Regions from separate parts of the Anser cygnoides genome. Here region 2 is linked to region 1. The links are chromatin contacts, called in public Hi-C maps. All regions are on one chromosome and are shown on one strand. Each heading gives the region's core, a stretch centred on a gene start, on an enhancer-like site or on the middle of the called end of the contact. The rest is flanking DNA. Distances are from core to core; before and after follow the strand shown. Region 1 holds the start of UBE2B (ubiquitin conjugating enzyme E2 B). Region 2 overlaps JADE2 (jade family PHD finger 2).

Region 1 (6,232 bases), core at 1,806-4,305:
CATCCACAAAACCAAGAAAGCATTATAAAACAAACAAAAAAACAACACAAGGAACAGGTTTTATTAGCTTTTTGATGCAGGACTTCATAGCGACCAAAAGCTCTTACCCAAATATAACTGCATTCCACTGCATTATATTATTCTCAGACGGTGCACCACTGACACCCACAGGAGGGTCTTCTTGCAACCTAAGAATTACAAAGATAGAACGACAAGCCTTATGTAAGTGAAATACCTCCACCTGCGAGCACAATGTAATCACAACAGCCGCTTTTTAGAAATCTTCTCTCGTTCCAAATTAGCGACTACCCCAAGTGTTACGTGCAGAGTAGCAATGATCCAAACACAAAACTACAAGGTGATGCACACCACGAGTGCCTCAGGCATCACACCAAAACACTGCGCCAGCCCAACGGGTTAAATCCAGTGTTCAGGGAGAAGAGCATCTACCCTCAAAGTAACTTACAGCCCCACAGCTGGGATTTATAGTACTACGCAGTAAATCGTGAAAGAGCAGAAAGAGTGGCTGCTGCTGGCTGCCACAACGCAGAAGAGCACAAGTTACAGCCAGAAGCAAGGGCTGCGCACCACGCAGTGATATTTACAGGGCACGCTGGCAGGAACCAAGGGCAAAGCGCCGTCACTTCAACTTTTTCTGCGTCCCCAAATCTGTGCAGGACGTGGCTGCGCTTGGTGTGAGCCTGCTTTGGCTGGCAAGCTGCCTGCTTCGAAAGGGAAGAGGGAGCAAGGGGGAAACCTGCGCGCTGCTCCCCGTCACCAGCTCAACAGATGTAAACATTTGTCTCTAAGGCAATAGTGGAAGCGTTTAAGTGCTTTTTAGTTCCTTAACCCTTGGCCTAGGAAAAGCACACCGCGCACTGACAGCTCCGTGAACTACGCACCCTCCTGCTGCCCATCCTCTGGGGCACCGCTGAGCGTGCAGGCCGGATCCCCTCCGAGCCGCGTTCACATCCCTGCTGTGGGCACACGCAGTTGAGGCAGCTCAGTACCCACAGCACAAACCACCTACTGCTTTGGTCAGGAGCAGGAACCTCTCCCGTGCCAGCCCGCGTGCCAGGGACGATGCCGGAGCGCTCAGCCCCACCAGCGGGGCCGGACGATGGCTCCGGGTTTCGGATCGATTCAAAAAGCTCGTCTGCGCCCTACTGCCAAAAGGTCTGACTCCCGAGGGGTTGTGGCAAAGACTGGAGGCTAAATTGATCCGCACAGGGCCGGGAAAGCCTTTAAAATTGTTAGGGGAAATGTATTTGTTGCCCCTTTTTTAACAGCAAATATATTTAAAAAATAACCTCTCTCTCTGATGGTTTAGGTAAATCAGATGATACAAGATCTGCTGGACTGCTCGCCCTCCACGACTCTTGACAATTGCAGCATGCAAAAGGAGTTTATATTTAACAAAGTGAATCACAGTTCATGGCGCACAGTCTGTTTTTTAGTATGAGGTAAGAGTAACATAAGGCTAAATAAAAATATAACTTAGGGGTAGGAAGGAGAGAAGTAAAGAACTGACAATGAGAAAGCTGAGTACGTTTTTGGGCATTAAAGTGGTCAAATATTCAATAAATAAATGTGCACGTGGTCCATGTTTCGCTGTGCTCACTTGGTTAAACCCCTCCATGGCTTTAGTCTTCTCCACCTTAAATTTCAGAATTATCAAGTCAGCCCTTCTGAGATCACAAGATCATAAAAAAGTCTGATCGCTGTCTTGAAACACTACCTAGTCCTTCTCCCTGAAGGAATCACTGATGTTTGGTCACTTGTGCAGCCTAACAACATTAGAAAACAACGAGTATCCTGTTGTGATTTGAACGGGAATCGAGGACCACCAGCCACCAAACACTAACACCCGAACAAAACCCGAGAATTAGGGCCTGCACCTCACGAATCCCAACTTTTTTGGGCCGATCAGGCCTTTTGGCACCGCGGCTCTGGGCAGCCACGCAGCCCAGCGCCACACAATACACGTCAACTGTTTACCGATGTATTTTCAGGTCCTGGTGTAAGACGGGCTCCGCTAAAAAAAGAGACGCTATCAAAGCTGACTCACCTCCAGCAACTTGGGAGCCGCTCCGGCCCGGAGCGATCCCACGACACGCTGCCAGGTTTACCAAAAAAAACAAAAACCACCCCAAACCACACACCGACTTTTTCCACGCTCCGCTTTACGGCCGTGTTTACATGGCAGACGTAGGAAGTAAGTTATCCCCGAGCCTGTGGTGCAGCCATTACCAATTAAAAGCCCCCAGCTAATAACCACTGCTGCGGCACCGGGTGCGTGGCACAGGGACCCCTGCTGCCTGCAAAAGGGGGGGGGCCCTGGGCTGGGCTGGGCGGCACCAGGCCCTGCGCCCCCCGGTTCTGGGGTGGTCTCAGGGCCCAGAAATAGGGGGGGGCGGGCAGAGCTTGGGGGGCCCAGAACTTGAGGGGGGGGAGACACCCAAACTTGAGGGGGGGGGGAAGTTGAGGGGGGGGGCCCAGAACCTGAAGGGGAGACCCCAGAACCTGAGGGGGGGGGGGGCGGGGAAGACCCAGAACTTGGGGGGGGGGGGGGGGGAGAACTGAGGGGGGAACCCAGAACTGAGGGGGGGGGGGGGGCAGAACTTGAAGGGAGGGGCCATAACTGAGGGGAGGGGGGGGAACTGAGGGGGGGGGCAGAACTTGAAGAGGGAGCCATAACTGGGGGGGGGGGGGCAGAACCTTTTGGGTGGGTGGGGGGGCAGAACTGAGGGGGGGGGGGGCAGAACCTGAGGGGAGCCCCAATCCCCTCGGCCCCAGCCAGCCCCCGCCCCCCCAACCCCAAGGGGGCAGCGGCTGAGAGGAAAGGAGGGGACACCCCGTCCCCCCCCCCACACACACACCTCCGCCCCCCCCCCTCACCTCTTGAAGTCGCGCATCAGCCGGCGCCGCGCCGGGGTGGACATGATGGCGGCGGAGCACAGTCCCCCCGGGCCGCAGCACCGCCTCCCGCCGCCGCCCGCACAAACAACCCGCAATGGCGTCTCCCTCCGCGGGGGGCGGGCCGCGCCGCCGGGCCCGTGACGTCACGCGGAGGGAGGGAGGGAGGCGGGGGGAGCGCTCGGCCCGTTCCATGCCCACCGCCGGGGGGGGGGAGGGGGGCGCCCCGCGGCACGGCCCACTGAGCTGCCGCGGGGGGGGGGGGGGCGCTGCCCGGCCTCACCTCAGGTTTTGGGTTTTTTCCCCCTCGTTTTTGCTTAGCGCCATCGCTGCAGCCTGCCGCTTCGAGGCCCTGGCCCAGTTCGCACGTGGAGGCTCGGGAGCCAGCCCCAGAAGCGGGATTTTGCTCTGCGTGTGCTGCCCTGCTCTGGGCTCGCGTTTTGGGAGGTCACAAAAACGCCACAAGACCCGTAACGAAGCGCCACAAATGAATGTCCTCGTCCTGCTGTCATGCTCTCACAGAGCACCGATCGCAGGCTTAGTCCAGCCCAAAGGCCCAAAGCGCCTTCTTCCCACGGCTCGTGCCACAGCCGCGCTTCAGCAGCCCGCTGGCACCGGCTGCCTTCGGGAAGGGGCTGCCCTGGGTACCCACACCCGGCCTGGCAGCTCAAGAACCTACCCTTCAAGGGCATCAACCCAAAATTGTAACCCCTTCTCCCACTTCAGTGAAAACATGCTTGAAGTGAGGTACACGCGTAAGAACTCGCACAAAGCCTGACGCTGCAAGGCAGCAAGCTTTCTCTGGAGGCGTAGGAGCAAGGAGCGATCCTTCCCCGGCCACCAGCACGCGGCTCCCCGCGCTCCTGAGAAACGGCTCCCACCACGCAGCCCTCTCGGCCCGAGTTGCCTCCTTCTCCCCACACACGTGCTTCAACTTTACATGCCGCCGCTGGTCCTCCAGCTTTTTGCAGTTTATATTTAGCTCCAGCTAATTCAGAAGGGAGAAAGTAGACTGTAAAAACCAAGCGCAAGCTTGGACCTGTATAAATAATTAACAGCAGTTCAACATCACTCGCTATTCCGCTGTTAACATGCGCCCTGCCGCAGCTTCCCGGGCCTGGCAGCGAGCACATCCCCTACCCAAAGGGCTGCTCGAGTCACCCCCAACACACCCACCCCAAAGCACCTCCACACCTCTCCTGGGGGCAGCCACCAGCTGCGTGGAAATGCCCCTCACAGGCACCGAACAGAAGAGTTAATTCTGAAATCCCACATCGTTTCCACTGGACTCCAGAACCTTTTCAGCAGGATCGCAACAGCAACAGTATTTCTTCTCCTTTGATACCACTGGGGAAGAGCAAAAGAAACAAGAGGTCACAGCAGCTTCCTTAAAGCTTCCCTTCTGCTGCTTCCTTGAACGCAGGCATCAGCCAAGCCCTTACCAAGCCCATCATCTTTATTTATTTTTAAATTATTATTTTTGGAAGAAGCCTGCTGCAGGCCAGCTCCAGGCCCTTCCGCAGCAGCTGGGAGGCTCACCCGCAGCAGGGCTGGCAGCGCACGAGCAGCCGAGCACGCCGAGTGCTCGCAGCAGAGGGCACTGATCATCTGTCCTCCTCCTGGGCCACACGGTGGGCTTGGACAAAGCCATACCCACCAGGATGGCCTCACGGGTGTTGGCATTATCTAATTTAAAGTTTTCTTTTCAGTCTTACTTGGCAGTTAAACAGGTGTGGCTGGCAACTTCATTAGGAAAATTGAAAGCTTTAGGTTTTTTTCCCCTCTGAAGAACCAGCTGCAATTTCTGTCCTGTTGATTGCATGGAATATGTAGGTGAAAAAAACTTGCTCATCAGAAATTTCTTTCTAGTTGTGTTTTTGATTCCTGTTTCTCCCCAGAAATGATATTTGATAAAGGAATACATTACACAGAAAGGCGGCACTTTGCAGCACAGCCATTCCATCTTAGTCTTTAATAAACATATTTGTGTAGAATTTTTGTAAAACCAGAGCATTTCTCAAATAACTTTGTCCCTTCATAAGATGAGAAGCTTGAGAAGTAAGAATGAAGCGAGCTGCGTGCTTTCCTGTTTGTTAGAGCAGTCCATGCTCCTGGTAACATCATGATTCCTTTTTCCGGGTCACTCACTCTTTCATGCCGCTGTGTCCCTCTGGGAGGAGATGTCTGCATTAACATCAGCCAAACCCACGACTCCAAACTTAGGGAAATGAACAAGCTGAGTCACCTGTTAGACACCACTTTTGTTCTCGCTCCTTGCAGCAGCCGAGGAGCGCCCCGGGTACCGTGCTGTGCCAGGTACCTCGCTGCTCTGCAGCAGGCCGCCTTTCTCCCCAAAACGCTCGGGAGCAAAGAGAAGGGCAGGTGGCAAAGAAGTGACTGACTTGCTCTCACCCTTAGCTCCTTTACAGAAGCAAGTAAGTGGTGCCGAAGTACAGAGGAGAACTGAGGGGTTTACCCCCAGTGCCTCCCTGCTGCCAGCCCCAGCCCCAGCCCCTGAGCCCGTTACTGCCTCTGGGCCCACCTCAAGCCCTCAGAAAAGCACCCTGCAGAAAACAACCACGTGTGGGGCTCCCAAAATATCTGGCTCTTCTAACAATTATTCCTTGAATATACTCCAGCACAGTGTGCAAGTATTTACTTGGTTTACTCAGGGGCACACCACCGACAAGCGAAGCCCAGGGCCACCACACCTGCCTCTCCCCTAGGAGCAGGGGGAATACCTCCCCTAGAGTAAAATTCAAATTTGGGGAGAAAGTTTTGACGTTCGTGGGAACGGTCTGTTTCAAGCAAATAGTGGAAGGGCACGTGTGAACGCTGGTGAGCTATGAAATACCCTGACTGCGGGGTGCTGTCACCGCGTGTACCTCTGTACAAAGGCACTTCCCTGCGTGACCTTAGCAAGCTGTGCGTGTTCTCCGTGAGGCGGAACCCCGGCTACGTCAGGCCAGCAGACAGAAAGCAGAACTGGCTGAAAGGCCACCACTTCTTCTTTAATCCAAAGGTCAGCTTCGTGGCTCAGACTGCGTGCTGCCCCGGCTTCCCCAGGTGGCGTTTTTTGTCAGCTGTGGATTACATCACGTTGCTCTGGCTCTCTTCCCAGGATACTGAGCGCACACTGGCCACAAAAGGGGTGGTGTACTCCTTATACCAGCGCTGTGCCATCCCCAAACAGAAGAGGGATTGTTCATGGTGCAGCGGGGAGATCTCCCGTAAAAGCTCCATAGGAACATTTGAGTTGGGACGTATTTCCACGAATTTTCTGCGAGAATTTTGGTCAGGACATCCATCACCTTGG
Region 2 (6,563 bases), core at 370-2,869, 110 kb before region 1:
ACCAACACAAACCGGGGTGCAGCCCCAAATAAATAAAGCAGCCCTTTAGGTGAAAGCTGAGCCAGAGCCACAGGGCCTGGTGGCAGGGGCAAATGGCACCCGCCATCAGGATCTAAGTTTGTGGCTGTCTTTAATCCACCCGTGGAAGAGGCTTTCAGGACACACAATGCGGGGTCTCCAGTTAGTGACAAAAGCCAGGAACGCAATTTTCCTTATTCCCAGGCCGTGCCCGTGATGTAGATTCAGTGTGGGAGCTGGTGGGTGTGCAGGGACCCAGCGGCCCCGGGGGATTTTGGCTCCTCGCAGCGTGCCTCAGGCCCCCATGCCGCCCAGCTCCGGCCACGGAGAGGGATCTGCACAGGATCCAAGCCCCACACGTCTCAACACGCACACGTCTCGGCCTCCAGGACTTTAGTCAAAGGAAACTTTTGTAAAGGAAAGCTCAGCCCAGACAGTTCCTGAAGAAACCCCAAACATGTGATGGCTTCAAATGCAACTCCAAAGCCACAAACACAACAAGCGTCGGCAGAGTCTGCCAAAGCGCCAGATGCTGCTTCTGGAAAAACTGTTCTGCAGCCACGGTGCTTGGGTCCTGCGCTGCCACTGAAAAAAGGAGGAGGGATGAGGAGCTGTGGGCTTGGGCACTGCTCGTTAAAGCGAAAAAAAAAAAAAAAAGGGACAGAAGGAAAGCAACTTTATTTCAGTTCCTTAAAAAAAGGTGCCAGAGGCTCTGCATGAAGTTTGTGTGACGCACCCCGCTGACCAGTGCGTGGAGCAGGGAGAAAGAACTACAGGCCACCAGGGTTAAAGGAGGTAAAAGCCATCCCGTCAGCAGCTTAACTTCAAAAAGGAGGAGGCAGAACAAAGCTCTCCTCGGCAGCACCCCCACGACATCCCCCGGGCTGCTGTGTCAGCATCAGCACCTAGCCACACGATTCCTCCGAGTGCTGCCCGCGGAGAGGGGGATCGGGAGGGGTGCGTGAAAGCACGGACCTCCGGCACTCCGCTCACCCAGGGCACGGCTTTATTGTGTGCTTCTGAGCAGAACTGTCCACGTTTCAGGAGCTGACACACGAACCGTGCTGCTGCAGCCCAGCAGGGCAGGGGCGGCTCTGGGTTCCTTTGGGTGGGGGACTGAGGTTTGGGTGTCGGAGGAGGGCTCTCACAGCATCGGTGAGAACAAGCTCTTGCAAGCGGTACTGACCTGGGTAAAGATCTTTCTCAATAAGCTTCATCTGGAGATGGAAGATCTGCTCCTGGAGTTTACAAATGGTGTGTTTCATTTTCTCCCGTCTCGTCACCATGTAACAGAGATTTCTAACCTACAGAAACACAAGAAACAGCGTTCATTTAGGCAGGGCTCGAAGGAGGTCCCCTGAAGCTGTGCGGCTGCTTCTGCTCCCGGGGTTTCCATCCTCTCATCTCGGCCTCGCCCGGGCCGCACCACCAACTCCTACCGGGGCTCCTCGGTTACGGCAGGGCTTTGGGAGGGGGCAGAAAGCAAAGCAGCTGTGGCAGCACATCTCTCTGCAGAGCCCCGCACATCCTGCCAGTGTTTTGGGGCGAGGAGGAGGTCTGGGGGCACCACCCCTCAAGCTGGAGCAGCCTCCCTGGGGAACACGACCTGCACCCATCTCTGGGGTGGCATTACAAGCCCCGCGTGCATGGGGTGCTCAGCACCGTCACTGCGCCGAGCAGGACGCCTGCCCCTCTGCTGCACGGCGCCCAGCCTGTCGCACGTCGGGGCTGTCACTCTCTCCTACCTTCTTCTGACCGCAAACAACGAGCAAGTTAATCGTTAACCTCTCCTTCACAGGCCTGAACTCACCAGCAGGATCTGCACGTCAGCATCTGTGCTTTCAGGGGCACCAACTCAGCCCAGATATCGGCACGGAGGCTGGCAAACAGGGCCGTGTGTGCGGCACTCTGCTCCGAGCAGCCGCGACTGGCTCCCAGCGTCTGCGGCAGCGCATCCTTCGAGCCGGGCTTTGCTAAAGGTCAGCGCACGAAGGGAGCAGAGCCAGGAGAAGCCCAGGTCCCTCACCCAGGAATCGTACGTGGGTACGGCAACGGCACGGACGCACAGACGGCTGTAATCCCCCGTTAATTGTTCACAGGCCTAACGAAGGCCTAAGATCCTCTGCGGGACTCTGAAAATCTCAGAGGCGGGGGTGCCGCGGAGGAGCGCTGTAACACAGAGCTTTTAGAGGAACCAGTTGGTTTTGGCCTCGAGATAAAGATGCTGCTGGAAGCTCTGGTGAGCATTTACTTGGCTTCCTGGCCCCATGGAAGAGGGAAGCACCAGGTACGCCGGGGTGCCCGTCCCCAGCACTGGCTCCTCCACAGGCCGGGGCGCAGGCTGCCTTCCCGCAGGCCCGCTGGGGCGAGCTGCGGGCTGCAGCATCCCAGCACCCGGGGACGACTCAGGAGCACTCACACACACGCAGTGAGAGAAAAGCTCTTTTGTCGTTTTGTTTTGTTTGTTTTTTTCCCCAACCCCCTAGCTGTAAATACCGAGAAGCGAGCTACATGCTGTATATTTTACTACGTTCTCTTCTTCTTTTTTTTTTTTTTTGTTCTGGATGGAAGAAAACATCCAACTAAAATTTCTTTATGAGGAAAACAACTGCCTCTGGCAACCGGTATATCAAAGCGTTTGGCGGTATCTCTTCTCTGTGATTTTATATTCCTGGAAGAAAACATCGCTTGTGCTCTGCTTAGAGACTGCTGGTATTTACACACACTTAGACAGCTAAACACCGCCCCGCGCTGCTTCCCCAAGCCAAGCTGAGATGCTGGTAGGAAAGCCTGGAAACCATATAGCTTTTTGGTACAGCTAATTTAAACAACCAGCTACTGGAAAAAGCTTTAAAAAAATACAGAGGAATCAAAGAGGGCCAAAGAGATAAGTCAGAGGGACTACGTTAGGATTCCCAGGGGACCGGGAGTTCCTACAGACTTCATTTGCTGACTTTGGGGGTAAGGGGTGGATAAGGGATGGCAGAGGGCAATGCAATCGCCCCGCCTGCCTCCGAGCTACCTGTCCTGCTGATTCTGCTTACCCAGCTCTCGGATGGAGACACCATCATCAGCCCTGACAGCGCAACTGTTTCTGCCACATTCGTTGCTGAAAACACGAAACCAGCACCGTGATGCCCCAGCCCACGGCTGCGGGGATGCTGTCGGAGGGCTGCCCACGCAGGACGCTGCTCTCCGAGCCCTGCTTGGTGCCAAGCCACCCACGTAGGCAAGGCAGGGCAGCTGGGATGGGCTGCAAGGCGGAGACCTGGGGTGTGTGAGTGGGAATGGGACAGAAAGGGGTCCCCCTTCGCAGCACCGGGCTTCCACCTGGCCAGCCTGTATGGATCCCCCCCTTGGAAGAAGAGCAAGCGAACAGATCTTCCAGGGAGGTGCTGGGCAGAGGCTGAACGCTGATGGGGAATAACCCTGCGAAGCCTGAAGGCAGCTCTGGAAAATGAGAGACGTGGTAAAGCTTGTGGTTCTGGCACGGCCAGGGGCCGTACCCCGACGCACCACGGCTCGGTGCAGGCAGGGCGCTCTCGGGACGCTGCGGAGGCATGAGCATATCTGCAGAGCTAACCTCAGCCCTCGGCTCATTTTCAGATGTTGCCTGGAGAGATGCTGGGGGCTGCCATCAGCCAAAATCCACCCTGGACAGGTGAGAGCCATACGGGACAGCTCAGCACAGCAGTCTGTACGGGGATGCACACAAATACCCCAAGCGCCCAGTTTTCTCGGGCCCTGTTTGAGGGGCTCTGTATCTTCAGAAGCTCCCAGCCTGGAGGAGCGGGGGGACTTTGGGGGCACACTGAACATGTGGGAGGAGCAGCAGTGTCTGTGCCAGCCCTGGCCCCGTTTGGGCTCTGAACAAACACCGCTGGCTCCCACTGCAGCCAGGACCGACCTGAGCACGGGGACGCTGCACTGGTCCCAGTCCTGGTGGGAGCAGCCAGCCCAACACAGAGACCAAACACGATGCCGTGAAGGCAGGAGCAAGGAGGAACAGATGGGCAGAGCGATGGCAGTGATGTATTCAGGGATGAAGGTCGATACTGCTGCAGGAGAGAGATTGATGGCTTGAAATCCGACTGCTTTTAAACAGAAGGCTCTCGGGTGAGGTAAAAATGGGCAGAGAAAAAGGAGATGAGATGGCGTCAGGATGGGATGAGCCAGAGCTGAGCTGGGGTGTGCTGTGAGCATCCCCCAAAGCTTACCAGTGGGTTCAATTGTGTCACACACCCTCTGCAGCTTGGAGGGGGCTCAGGATAAGCAGGGGGAGCATCGCTGCCCCCTTCACTTCCCAGAGAGCAGCAAGTACCCTGCAGACCCTTGTCCCTGCAGCACCCTGAGCCCCCCAGCAGCACCCTTGTCCCTGCAGCACCCAGTCCTGCCCTGCAGCATCCTGTCCCTTGGCAGGGCAGCACCACCTCCCTGCAAAGCAGCGATTTCCCTGCTTTCCTCCTCCCCTGCCCGCTCCCAACAACCTCCTGAGCCCCTTCAGTAGCTTCCGCTCCCCCTTTTGTCAGGTGGGGGCCACGGATTCACCCCGCCGGCAGTAGCAGGAGAAGGGGGAACCAGGCAGGGCTTGGGTTTTAAGCAGAGGAGGAAAGGGAACTCGGCCCCGGTGCCCCAGCCCTGGCAGCCCTGCCCTGCCTGCCCCCCGTGCCCTCCACCCTCTCCCTGTGCCCCTGTCCCCCCCCGACAGAAGCAGCACCACGCGCCCCCATCCCCTCCCGGGCTCCTTCCTGCTGTCTCACTGCTCGCTGCGCTTCTTCCCCTCGCCGCTTCTCGCCTCCTTCTCGCCCCTCCTCTCCTCCAGGCCGCCTCTGCCCCGTCCCCGCTCCCTCCCCGTGCGCAGCCATGTCGGCCAGACCTCCCTCCGGCAGCGAGGGGACGCGATGCCGCCAGCGGCGCTCAGCCCCGCGGCTCCGGCACCCGGCCGCTGCTGCTGCTGCTGCTGCTGCTGCTGCTTGGCTGGCGCCTGCTGCCCCTGCAAGCGCTGCTGCTCCCTCCCCTGCGGCAGGATGCTGCATCCCCAGCACTGCTCGGCCGCCGCCGGCGTCTCCCCACGGAGCTGACCCACTTTTGGCCACGCAGGGCAGGGTATGCCCGGTCCTGCTGGCCCCGCTGTTTGCTCCTACCGCGCTCCTGCCTTTGTAAAGGTGTGATGCGTTCCCGTGCCTCGCTGCTGGGAAGCATCTGAGGGTGGTTTTGTGCTCTGAGGGCAGGGACTCCTTTCCGAGGCTACAAAGAGCACGGTGAGCCACTGCTCAGCACAGCAGCAGCATCCGCCCCATCCTCCCAGCCCCCCCAGTTGATGCTCCTCTCCCTGCACAGGCACTGGGCGAGCTCAGACCCCCCAGACAATCGCTCCCTTTGAACTCACAGCTGACTGCCACAGGCCTATTTCACCGATGGCAGCGTTTCAGCGGCGATGGCCCGTGCGTGCCGAGCACGGCAGCGGACTGGCAGCTCTGTGATTGTGCCGTTTCATCCCGTTTCAAAAGGCTAGCCTGGGGACAAGCAGCGGGGAGAGGAGCGCGTGCTCCTCGCTGCTGAGCAGCGCTCCGGATGAAGGGAAGCAATCGTACGGGCAGACTGGGGCAGCAGGGAACAGGGCTCGGCCTGTCTATAGGCACCAGGGCCCATCAGAGCAGCCCTGACGGAGCCTACAGGCACGCCGTTACGGCAAAAGCTGTACTCACCCTCTCCAGGTCTTGCCTGAGGTGTGTGAAGAGCTTCAAGCGTCGGTAGAGAACGTCCTGTTCCTGCTGAGCCAAGTTGTCCACCTCATCCGTTTTTGGTGTCAGCAGCGGTTTGTTGGAGTTGGCTTTCCTCTTCAGCTTCCAGTACTGATAGACGAAATCCACCAGCGACTCGCTTAGGTCGAGGTTCTCCGCCACCTCCGAAGGCTTCACGAGCTCATAGAAGTCCTCCTCCAGCTGCTGGAGCTTCTGCTTCCGCAGCGTGACCTTCTCCAAGTCCAGCTGGGCCTGGTCGGGCTCTGTCCGTGCCTCCTCGGGCAGTTTGGTGGCACCGGTGCTGTGCTCAAGGCAGAAGGACTTGAACTTCACTTCGTCGTTGTCTGCTAAAATAGTCCGCATGTCGAGGTTGTGGTCGAAGGCGCAGGTGACGTGGAACGCGGTGACGCAGGCGGGCATGGAGCACTGCGGGGAGAGGGACAGGGCTGAGGGCGAGGCGCCGACGGGGTGACAACACCTACCCCAGGTGCCCCAAAACGGGTGTTGCTCGCGGCAGAATGGCGGTACTGCCCAGATCAGGCACACCCGTGAAGCTGCACACCAAAAACCCTCGCAGAAGAAAGCCAGGGCTCACCAGACACCACCGGGCCCCTTCCCACCCTACCTGCGGCACCGTTCTGGGCCCTGTTATCTCTCCCCCACCACCAACAGGAGCTTCCAGCAGCCCCAGACAGCACGTGGGCCAGTGGGATGCTCGAAGCCTGGCAGCCCATTTATCCTGAGCGAGAAATCCCCGCCTGTACTTCACCCGACCCCTTGACCTGCTCCACTCTTTTACCG

Evidence for each region. Hi-C and Micro-C count contacts between places; a contact is called where the count stands out from the background.
Region 2: a contact with region 1 is called in a Hi-C map of liver, with 5 times the contacts expected there. The contact joins the enhancer-like site here to the promoter of UBE2B in region 1. A contact is called at or near these places in 2 of 7 Hi-C or Micro-C datasets (both in liver).

The regions. Positions count from the first base shown.
Region 1 is chr14:3,075,158-3,081,389 of Taihu_goose_T2T_genome, reverse strand. It overlaps UBE2B (ubiquitin conjugating enzyme E2 B), which reads right to left and starts at 3,055. Exons shown (of 6, transcript XM_067005580.1): 1 at 2,899-3,055; 2 at 108-188. The coding sequence starts at 2,942. It overlaps LOC106032770 (a long non-coding RNA gene), which reads right to left. Exons shown (of 4, transcript XR_010834967.1): 4 at 3,235-4,263.
Region 2 is chr14:3,182,992-3,189,554 of Taihu_goose_T2T_genome, reverse strand. It overlaps JADE2 (jade family PHD finger 2), which reads right to left. Exons shown (of 12, transcript XM_067005584.1): 9 at 5,727-6,188; 10 at 1,205-1,322. Among named protein-coding and RNA genes, the nearest start is that of SAR1B, 47 kb to the left of the region's middle. Within about 2 kb of position 1,619, at least 2 of the 3 cell types and tissues checked have open chromatin away from gene starts, as enhancers often do. A contact at or near this core is called in liver, where this site is marked.